Linked DNA regions of Mus musculus: region 1 is linked to region 2. Evidence: chromatin contacts called from public HiChIP or PLAC-seq data. All regions are on one chromosome and are shown on one strand. The core of a region is the stretch at or near the end of the contact, and the rest is flanking DNA. Distances in the headings are between cores, read along the strand shown. Region 1 has its middle 6.4 kb from the start of Ttc27. Region 2 overlaps Birc6 (baculoviral IAP repeat-containing 6).

Region 1 (4,175 bases), core at 391-2,890, 80 kb after region 2:
TTAATGGGAAAGTAGACAAGTGTCAGGAAATTAAAAAAAAATAATGTAGAGGTTTTCATTGAGCAAATTTGAAACCCTGCTTAGCTTTGGGTACAAGTTGGACAGAGAGCACCTCCCTTTGTTGATCTTCGTGTTCCCTTGTGCATGAGCCATATTAATGAGCTTGTATTGATGCTGACGGATTACTTTGCATAGATGCTCAGTCAGAAGAGACACAAACAGGAACCTGGAGTGGATCTGCCCATGTCTAACAGGTTGTGTGGATGAAGAAGGACTAGGCTCTGCCACTTACTGAGCCTCTCAAACTCTAGAATGTTGAAGAACATTTGAGGAACTCATTAACATGCAGATTTCTTAAAACCAAGGAGGGCATAGACATGTAGTTTTAGTGGTTGCTTAGGCAATTCCTATTCTTTATATGTATATGTATACATATACATATAAAGAATGTGTGTATATATATATATATAGAATGTATATATATGTATATATATGTAGAATGTATATATGTATGTATGTATATGTATATACACACATATATATACATACATACACACACACATATATGTGCACACACACATACACATATATATGTGTGTGGCTTTATTGTGACATTTCATAGCTATGTGTCCATTCCTGTCATCTTCCCTCCCTCTCTGGTCCCCTCCCACTCTCAGTGACCTTTTCCCTCTTTCCAACTCCTCCTTCTCCTCCTCCTTAGCCTCCTCCTCTTCCTTCTCTTCCTTTCCTTCTTGTTTGTTTTGATTGATTGGTTTTCAAGACAGGGTTTCTTCGAGTAGTACAGGCTGGCCTGGACCTCAGAGACCTGCCTGCTTCTGCAGGGACTAAAGTTGGGCGGCACCACCACCACCAGCTTCTTTCTTGTTTTTAGCGTTCATGGCCCAGTGAGTTAAATTGGGGTTAACTATAAAAGCATGGATAATTTACCTGTGGCTGTCTGTCACCTCTCCCAGCAGTCAGTCATTGCCTATAGCTTCTCAGGGATCATGGGAACTCATGACTTCATTCCCCTGACTTACTCAGTTATGTTACCCATGTGACCTTGAATTCCAGGGCTTGGAGCAATCCTCCTGCCTCAACTTCCTATGTGATTATTCCATGGGTCAGTCCTCCCACTCCTCAGTAATACAGTAATTCTGATGCTAACAATCTGAGGGGTTTGAGGAATAGTGGTCCCAAGGGCAGAAACTGTGATGCGTTGGTTTCTTCATGCCATGTTGGTTTCCAGTTCTGTCATTTGCTCAGTTATTTTCTGGGAAGTTGTATTTTTCTTCACCTTTAGAGTAAGGCCTCAGGATGGTAGCCTTAAGTGATACTTCCAAGGGGAAGAATTGACACACAGCTAAGACTTGTATTCTTGGAGCAAGATCAACCACAGCTGGATTTTATTACTTGGGTTTTTCTCTTACCTTTTGTGTTGAAGCCCTTTGGTATACTTTCAAACAGCAACTCCCTCTTCTGTTGGAGTTTGCTAGTCACAGCCGTGGAAATGGAAACATTCCCTTTTTGGCTGAGAACAGGCACAGAGCCTGGAAATACTCTGCTCAGCCTTGCAGAGGCCTCAAGTCTCTTGGTGGGAATTCCTGGTTATACCAAACCCCTCCTCCCACCGTCTGAGCAGAAAACACTGATGGATGGCAGATCAGGTCATCGCACTGCCCCGCCCAATACTTTGTGATATATTGTCTAAGTATGACAAGACCTCTATTTAGAACCTTAAAAAAAGAGAACTGAATTTATTGCTTACTGAAGGAAAGGAAAATTACACAGGTCTGTTGCAATCCCCTCTTGCACAACATACTGTTAATCATACATAAGGTTTGGAGTTCAAGTATTGGTAGATTTAGAGGCATAAGCATTTAACTTAAGCATTATCTGTAGAAAGGGCTTTCATTGGGTGAAGCTGTTGTTGATTGGCTGGCTACATTCAGGGGTGCATGTAGCCAAGAGAGTCAGTCCTGGATTTTAAACAATGTGCTTCAAAAAAAAATGTTCAGTTCTGGCCATTACTCATAGAGTGAACAGTTCTAAAACCCATTCTGAGGGCTACTTGTTATTGTGTTACAGATTTTATTGTACTTGTTATTGGTTTTTAGATTTTATCTTTGTGCCAGACAGATGGCTCAGCCATTAAAGGCTTAGGTTCACAACCAACAAGACAAGTTTTTATTTTTTTATATTTTAAATTATGTGTATGTATGTGTGTGCATGTGTGACAGATAAGTGTAAGGAGCCCACAGAGGCTTGGAGAGGGCCTCAGATATCCTGGAACTGGAGTTACTGGCAGTTATGAGCAAACTGGTATGGGTGCAGGGACCAGGGCTTAGGTCCTCTGCCATTGTTTTAGATGCTGAGCCATCTCTCCAGCTACCTAACACTAAAATCACCAAAAAATGCATTAGGAGCTGTAAGAGGGGCAGGGTTTTATAAACATGTGGTTGACTCTACCTTAGATATGTTTTTGTCTATGAGAGCTGATTTTCCAAGTACATCTTGAATTGCTCAGTTAATCTGGTTTTGTTGCCAGTCACTTGTTGGCTTTATCTGTCTGGACAGTTGTTGTGTGGAACGACTGAGGATTCTGGACCGCAGACGTCAAGTGAATGTGAAGAGAACTGATATATTTAGAAGAATCGTGAGAGACCAGGAGGAAGACACATTGCCAACATCTAGGTTTAATCAAGAAAACAAGATGTGGCGACTCGCTGTGTCTACGTTACACAGCCGATTTGCTATGTGGTATAAATTTAGACACAGTACAAAATGTTAGCAATGTCCCAGATCCCTTCCTTGCTGGCCCAAAGGAGAATGAAGGGTATTTATGATCCATGTGCTACTCATTAGTCTGTTACCCATAAATCCTTGTGTTAGGAAACTTAAACGTTTTGAATGTCCCCAGGGCTAGTCTATCCTATGCACTGTGTCAGCCAATATGAATAAATACTTTTTTTGATGACCACTCGGGTATTTTAGCTTGTATCGTAGGGACATTTTCCTTAGAGTCTTTTCACCAGAAATGGTTACAGGGTTTGTAATCTTCATAAGGGGATATGGCTGTTGAGCTGTCAGCGTCTTGGAATGGTCCTCCATAACAGCTCGTTTGGCTTGGGGTTGGCATTAGGAGTCTTCGTTTTACCTAGGAAAGGGACACTGGGAACACACAGGAGGTGTGGCCAGTCCCAGTACAGATGTAAGAATGGTCTCGCCTGATGATGTGAGAAGAGTTAAACTCTACAGACAGTAGATCCCCATCTCTGCCACACCACAAGGGCTTTCAATTTTATTTTATTTTTTTATTAAATCCTTTCTGAGGGGTGACGCTGTGGATTAGACCCAGAGCTTTACTTAGGCTGAACATGCCATCTGTCACTAAGCCACACTCTGGCCCCTATTAGTATTTGTAGATTATCATTTTTAGGCCTGGGGGTGTAGCTCAGTGGTAGAGCCCTTGCCTAGCATGTGGAAGGCCTTGAGTTCAACCCTCAATACTACAGAAAGGCAAAAAAAATTAATTATTTTGCTATATAATTTCCCCTTATTCTATTAGCAAAGGCCAGAGAGAACTTAATCATAGATGATAGTGAAGAATACCTCTGGGAAAGGCTGGATTTAGAGCAGTGGCAATCCCCTCACCATGAGAATATGAGCGACACAGCAACCAACATTATGCTTATTTATTGACTTTCCACACACAACTGACAAGCCTGTCATGTCTTTTATTCAGTCCATCATGAGATGTGACATTAAGAGGGGTAATGTCCTGTTTAATGTCCCACCTCTAAAGTGTGTTATCTTTGAACCAGCTGAAAATAAGTTATGAACGTGTAGGAGGGTAAAAGTATCTTTTATTTGTTTGATTGTTATCTCTCAGGTTTACTGCCTCAGTCAGCTACCTAGGCCCTGTCCTGGAAACTTCCAGCACCCCCCACCAATCTTATCTAGGTCTAGAACGTTTTCAGCCTTTGAGACTTACTGCTGAATAAGCTCACCCTTTCTAGTTCTTTCTGAATTCTGGCTGGCTGGTTCAACTCAGCTGTTCTGGCTCAAACTCCTATCCAAGCTGACTGATTCAGTCTGGTTTCTCCTGAAGTGTCTGATTGAATTGCTCTGCTTGGCCTCAGACTAACTCTGGCAATCTGTTCTAATCTTCCATC
Region 2 (4,336 bases), core at 823-3,322:
TTGAAAGTTAGTCTCTTCTATAATTACTATATTTTAAATTTTGTTTAAAGAAATCAAGATTTGAATTATAATTATTAGTGTCTTAATGGTATTATGTGAGTGTCTGTCTACACATTTATCTGTACCTAGTATGATAAGCTAACATTTATTTCCTTATCTGATAATCTTCTGTTGATGGTGGTTTGTTGTTGTTTGTTTGTTTTTTGTTTCCATCTTCCCTCTGGGATGGGGAAGCCATCTTCCCTTCTTTCGTGTATTTCCTTCCACTCTCATCATGTCACCGATTTATTCCAGTCTCAGTGCATTCATTTCCCATCAGAGCAAGTTGTTTTGTTGCTCAGATGCTCTCCTTGGTTTTAGTCCTTGGTAGCACACGCCAGCATTTCTTTTTGTGAAGTAGAAGCCTCTTCTGGGATCAGATGTTTACACATTTCTATAGTATGGAGCCCATGAGTATTAACTTTTCAGATATCTCCTCCTCCCTTTTGTAGCTTTAGATGCTCGTCTAGAAGTTGGTCTTGAACAGCAAGCAGAACTTATGTTGAAAATGATGTCTACTCTGGAAGCAGACTCCATCTTACAAGCATTAACAAATACATCTCCTACCTGTAAGTTTGATTACAATTCACATGCTTTCAAGGGGTCATTGCTTTTCTGAATATCATCAAGGACAAGTTTAAAATTCTCTGTGGTAAATTTGAAGGTGCTTTGAGTGTATGACTTAACAACATGTAACTTGGTGTCCTGGTATGAAATGACTGTCTCATGAAGTGACCACTTCAGTCCAGAGACCTAAAGCGGATTCCTGTTTATGTGCTGCTGTGACGTTAAGGAGACTCTAGGGAATGCTATATATTTTATTATATTGATTCTACATCCATGACACAACACGACTTTTTAAGTATTAGCTTCTTTATTTTGAAATACTAGGCTGATAATATAAGTGAAGTGTCATTCAAAGGTCTCCTAACCAAATCCAGAATTGAGAGGCATCACATTCCAATTACAGCAAAAGAAAGGCAATCTTTTTCCTAATGGTCTGGACAGAGACAGGTGATCTGCCAGAGTTGTGCCTTCCTGGTGTTGATGTCTACCCCGCTTATCAAAGACAACATTAAGTAGTGGTGTTGAGTAGGAGGAGCTAACAGTGACATTGTCTCCTTAGGCATACATGCCATTTCATTGTTTCCTAGGCTGAATGAAGGAAGACATGTAGATAGTTGGAAGAAGAGAACCCACAACATATGGTCTTCCTTTTGTAAATAGAAAGTTCACAATATGCATTTTTTTTCTTGCTCACAGAAGATGAAGGAATAGAAGGGGACAGATCCTATTAGTACATAAAAAACATTGTGCAATAGCTCTCATTTAATGTAGGAACCACATTTATTGAGCTCAATCCCCTCAGAACATGAAACAGTGTAGGATACCTTCAAGATCCCATTTCATTATTGATTGGGAGCCTTTTAAGAATCCTTTCTGTTTTCAGTGAATCTTTTGCCCTTGCTCACTGTCCTTCACCCAGGTGTGTTCCTTTTTAGTTTAATAATACTCTGAATATAACATACATTTCTCCACAGTGTTCTTACATTTTCTATTTCCCATAAGTAGATTTTCATTTTATTAATTCTTGAAAAGCTATGCGGTCAGTTCTAAGATGCAGTCAAAGTTAAGAACGGATGAACTGCAGGTTGCATGTCTGGGTTGGTGCCAGAGCACTTTTCTAGAATGCTACGCCCTAAATTTAACAGCACAGTAAAACACAAAGGCATGCACTTTATATATTGCAGCGTTCTAGAACGGTTTTCTTTATAATTAGTAAAGGTTTTCCTTTCACTAACTTTGGAAAAGTGAGAGAGATTAGTGTTCTAAATTTGCGAGTTTCGTTTTCTTGTCTTTAGTTTCTAATAATTCCTAAATTACTATTATAGAACCATTGTATACAATTTAATTTTAACAAAACGTTATAACCTATTCTTGTCTGTTTGTTAATTCACATGTATTCCGAACCTTGCTCATAAAGTGGTACTTTTGTTTGATTTTCAGTTTCACAATCTCCAACTGGAACAGATGACTCACTTCTGGGGAATTTACAGCCAGCAAACCAGAACAGCCAGCTCATGATACAGCTCTCATCTGTCCCAATGTTAAATGTTTGTTTCAATAAACTCTTCTCCATGCTTCAAGTCCATCATGTTCAGGTAGGACTTTAAAGGAAAGTAATGTATTTTGACATAGTTTGACATAATGGTTTTTATTGGATGCAATTGAATGCAAGTTCATATGTGACCTGACCATGATGGTATCTTTATTATAGTTGGTTGAGAAAAATCTTAGGAATATTTACTGATTCCCCCCACCTTAGTTGCCAGCCATTTTTTATTTTCATGAGTTTAAGTATTGGTACTTTTTCTGCTTTATATTGTTTATAACCCTGTGGTTTAAAAGAGTTAATTCCCATTTTTCATTGAGGAAAACATGGGGTTTAAAGGGAATTATATATTTTAATTCAGTTAAAGTATAATTTATCAAGAATTTTAAGATATGTTTGCTTGCTGACCTAGTTAAAATAGCTAGGAGATAATGAGAAACAAGTTATTTACTCATAAGGTTATAAGCATAAATATTTTTGTTTGAATGGTCCTTCATACATTTTCCTCGTCTTAGTTTTCTTTCCTTTATTTGTATTTTTTTAAGTTGGAGTCACTTCTTCAGTTGTGGCTCACATTGAGCCTTAATTCTAGTTCATCAGGGAACAAAGAGAATGGAGCAGATATTTTTTTATATAATGCTAATCGGATACCTGTCATCTCATTAAATCAAGGTAAGGTTTTTTGTTTTTTGCTGGAAATCCATACTGTAATTAAAATAGCAAATTGTTAAATGAACATAATTAGGTTAAAATGTACATTATCTTTATTGTTAGGATTGTGTTATTTTGGTGAAAGAAGTTCTTTGGCTTGGGTGTGATGGCATTCGCCTTTAATCTCAGCATTGAGAGACAGAGGCAAGTGGAGTAATGACTTGAGGCCAGCCTGGTCTGCATAGTGTGTTGTTGGCCAGTTGGAACTATAGTGAGCCCCTACTTTAAATTATTTTTAAAATAATGAATTGTTTGTTTTTGTTTATTTGAAAGCTCAGTATTGAGACCTGGCTAATGTTTTAGTCAGGTTGTCTGGCATGGGTTTTAGGCCAGTCTGGGTCTACATACTCTATAGTGAGAACCTGTCTCCAAACCAAAACAGAACAAAACAAAAAACCTCCTCATCCCCCGCGCCTCCCACTTCCCACCTCCCTCGCTCGCTTCTCTCTCTTTTCCTTCTCTTTATTCTCCCATTCTCCTCCCCTCCTTCCATCCATAGTCGCGCACACACACGTGTGTGTGTGTGTGTGTGTGTGTGTGTGTGTGTTTCCTGTGTGTGCAGAGAAAGGATTAAGGTATCCTATGCTGTCACTGCCTTCCTTATTCCCTTGAGTCATTTTGTTACTTCACTTGAATCTAGGTAAGTAAGCCAGCAAGCCTCAGCAATTCTGCTGTGCCTGCTCTGATCCCAGGGCTATAGGTGCACCTGCACCTTCAGCTTGTTACGTGACTTCTGGGCCCTTGAGCTCCGACACTTAGATTTGTACAGCAGATACTTTTACATGCTGCCCTCTCTCTGCGGCCTGTTTGCATTAATGTATCTTTTTTCCACACAGAGTGTTTAGTTCCTGTGACTCTGTTCTGTCTTTCTACTTCTGTTGTGGATTTTTTTTTCCCTTTCAGTAAGAGTTTTCCCTCCTAGCACCAGAAGCTCATGTTTGGGTGACTTCCCAGAGGTCTGTAGGTCTGGGAATGCACCTTGCTTATTTGTTTACCTGGATACATTCAGAATCCGGACGGACACGCCACACCTTAATTCCTTAGTTCAGCATTATTTTTGTCTTAATTTTTCTTTTTTTTATGCATTTAAGTAAAACTTATCTCTTTCTGGGGCACTCACCCTGTGTCCCTTGGGTTCAGCAAAATACCAACTCCAGCATTGTAAGGGCAGGTGATATACATTGCTTCTTCAGAGCTGCATCTTGTTGATGTGTGGATACTATTCTAAGTGCTCTTAAACAGGAAAATTTGAAACTTTTTCATGATTTTGTGAGAGAATAGCCAACCATTTTCATATTACCACAGAATGCTACTAAAAGTGGACTTTCGGGCCCTGAAGAGATAGGTCAGCAGTTAAGGGCATTTATTGTTGCTAAGGACCCAGGTTTGGTTCCTAGTCACCTTCATGGTGTCTTATAACCATCTATAGTTCATCCAGTTCTAGGGGATCCACCACACCTCTTTGAACACCAG

Evidence for each region. HiChIP or PLAC-seq counts read pairs in DNA pulled down with a chosen protein or histone mark.
Region 1: a CTCF HiChIP or PLAC-seq map of the NIH/3T3 cell line shows a contact between it and region 2, with 10 read pairs. The contact joins two enhancer-like sites. A contact is called at or near these places in 1 of 15 datasets of contacts at CTCF or cohesin (the NIH/3T3 cell line), 2 of 484 Hi-C or Micro-C datasets (the 63-12 cell line and LSK cells) and 3 of 9 other capture datasets (adipose tissue, liver and pancreatic islet).

What each region holds. Positions count from the first base shown.
Region 1 is chr17:74,709,266-74,713,440 of GRCm38.p6, forward strand. No RefSeq gene overlaps it. Among named protein-coding and RNA genes, the nearest start is that of Ttc27, 6.4 kb to the right of the region's middle. Within about 2 kb of position 1,641, at least 48 of the 459 cell types and tissues checked have an H3K27ac peak or open chromatin away from gene starts, as enhancers often do. A contact at or near this core is called in the NIH/3T3 cell line and adipose tissue, where this site is marked.
Region 2 is chr17:74,628,914-74,633,249 of GRCm38.p6, forward strand. Birc6 (baculoviral IAP repeat-containing 6) reads left to right here. Exons shown (of 73, transcript NM_007566.3): 39 at 492-608; 40 at 2,047-2,201; 41 at 2,698-2,824. Among named protein-coding and RNA genes, the nearest start is that of Ttc27, 87 kb to the right of the region's middle. Within about 2 kb of position 2,073, at least 36 of the 459 cell types and tissues checked have an H3K27ac peak or open chromatin away from gene starts, as enhancers often do. A contact at or near this core is called in the NIH/3T3 cell line and adipose tissue, where this site is marked.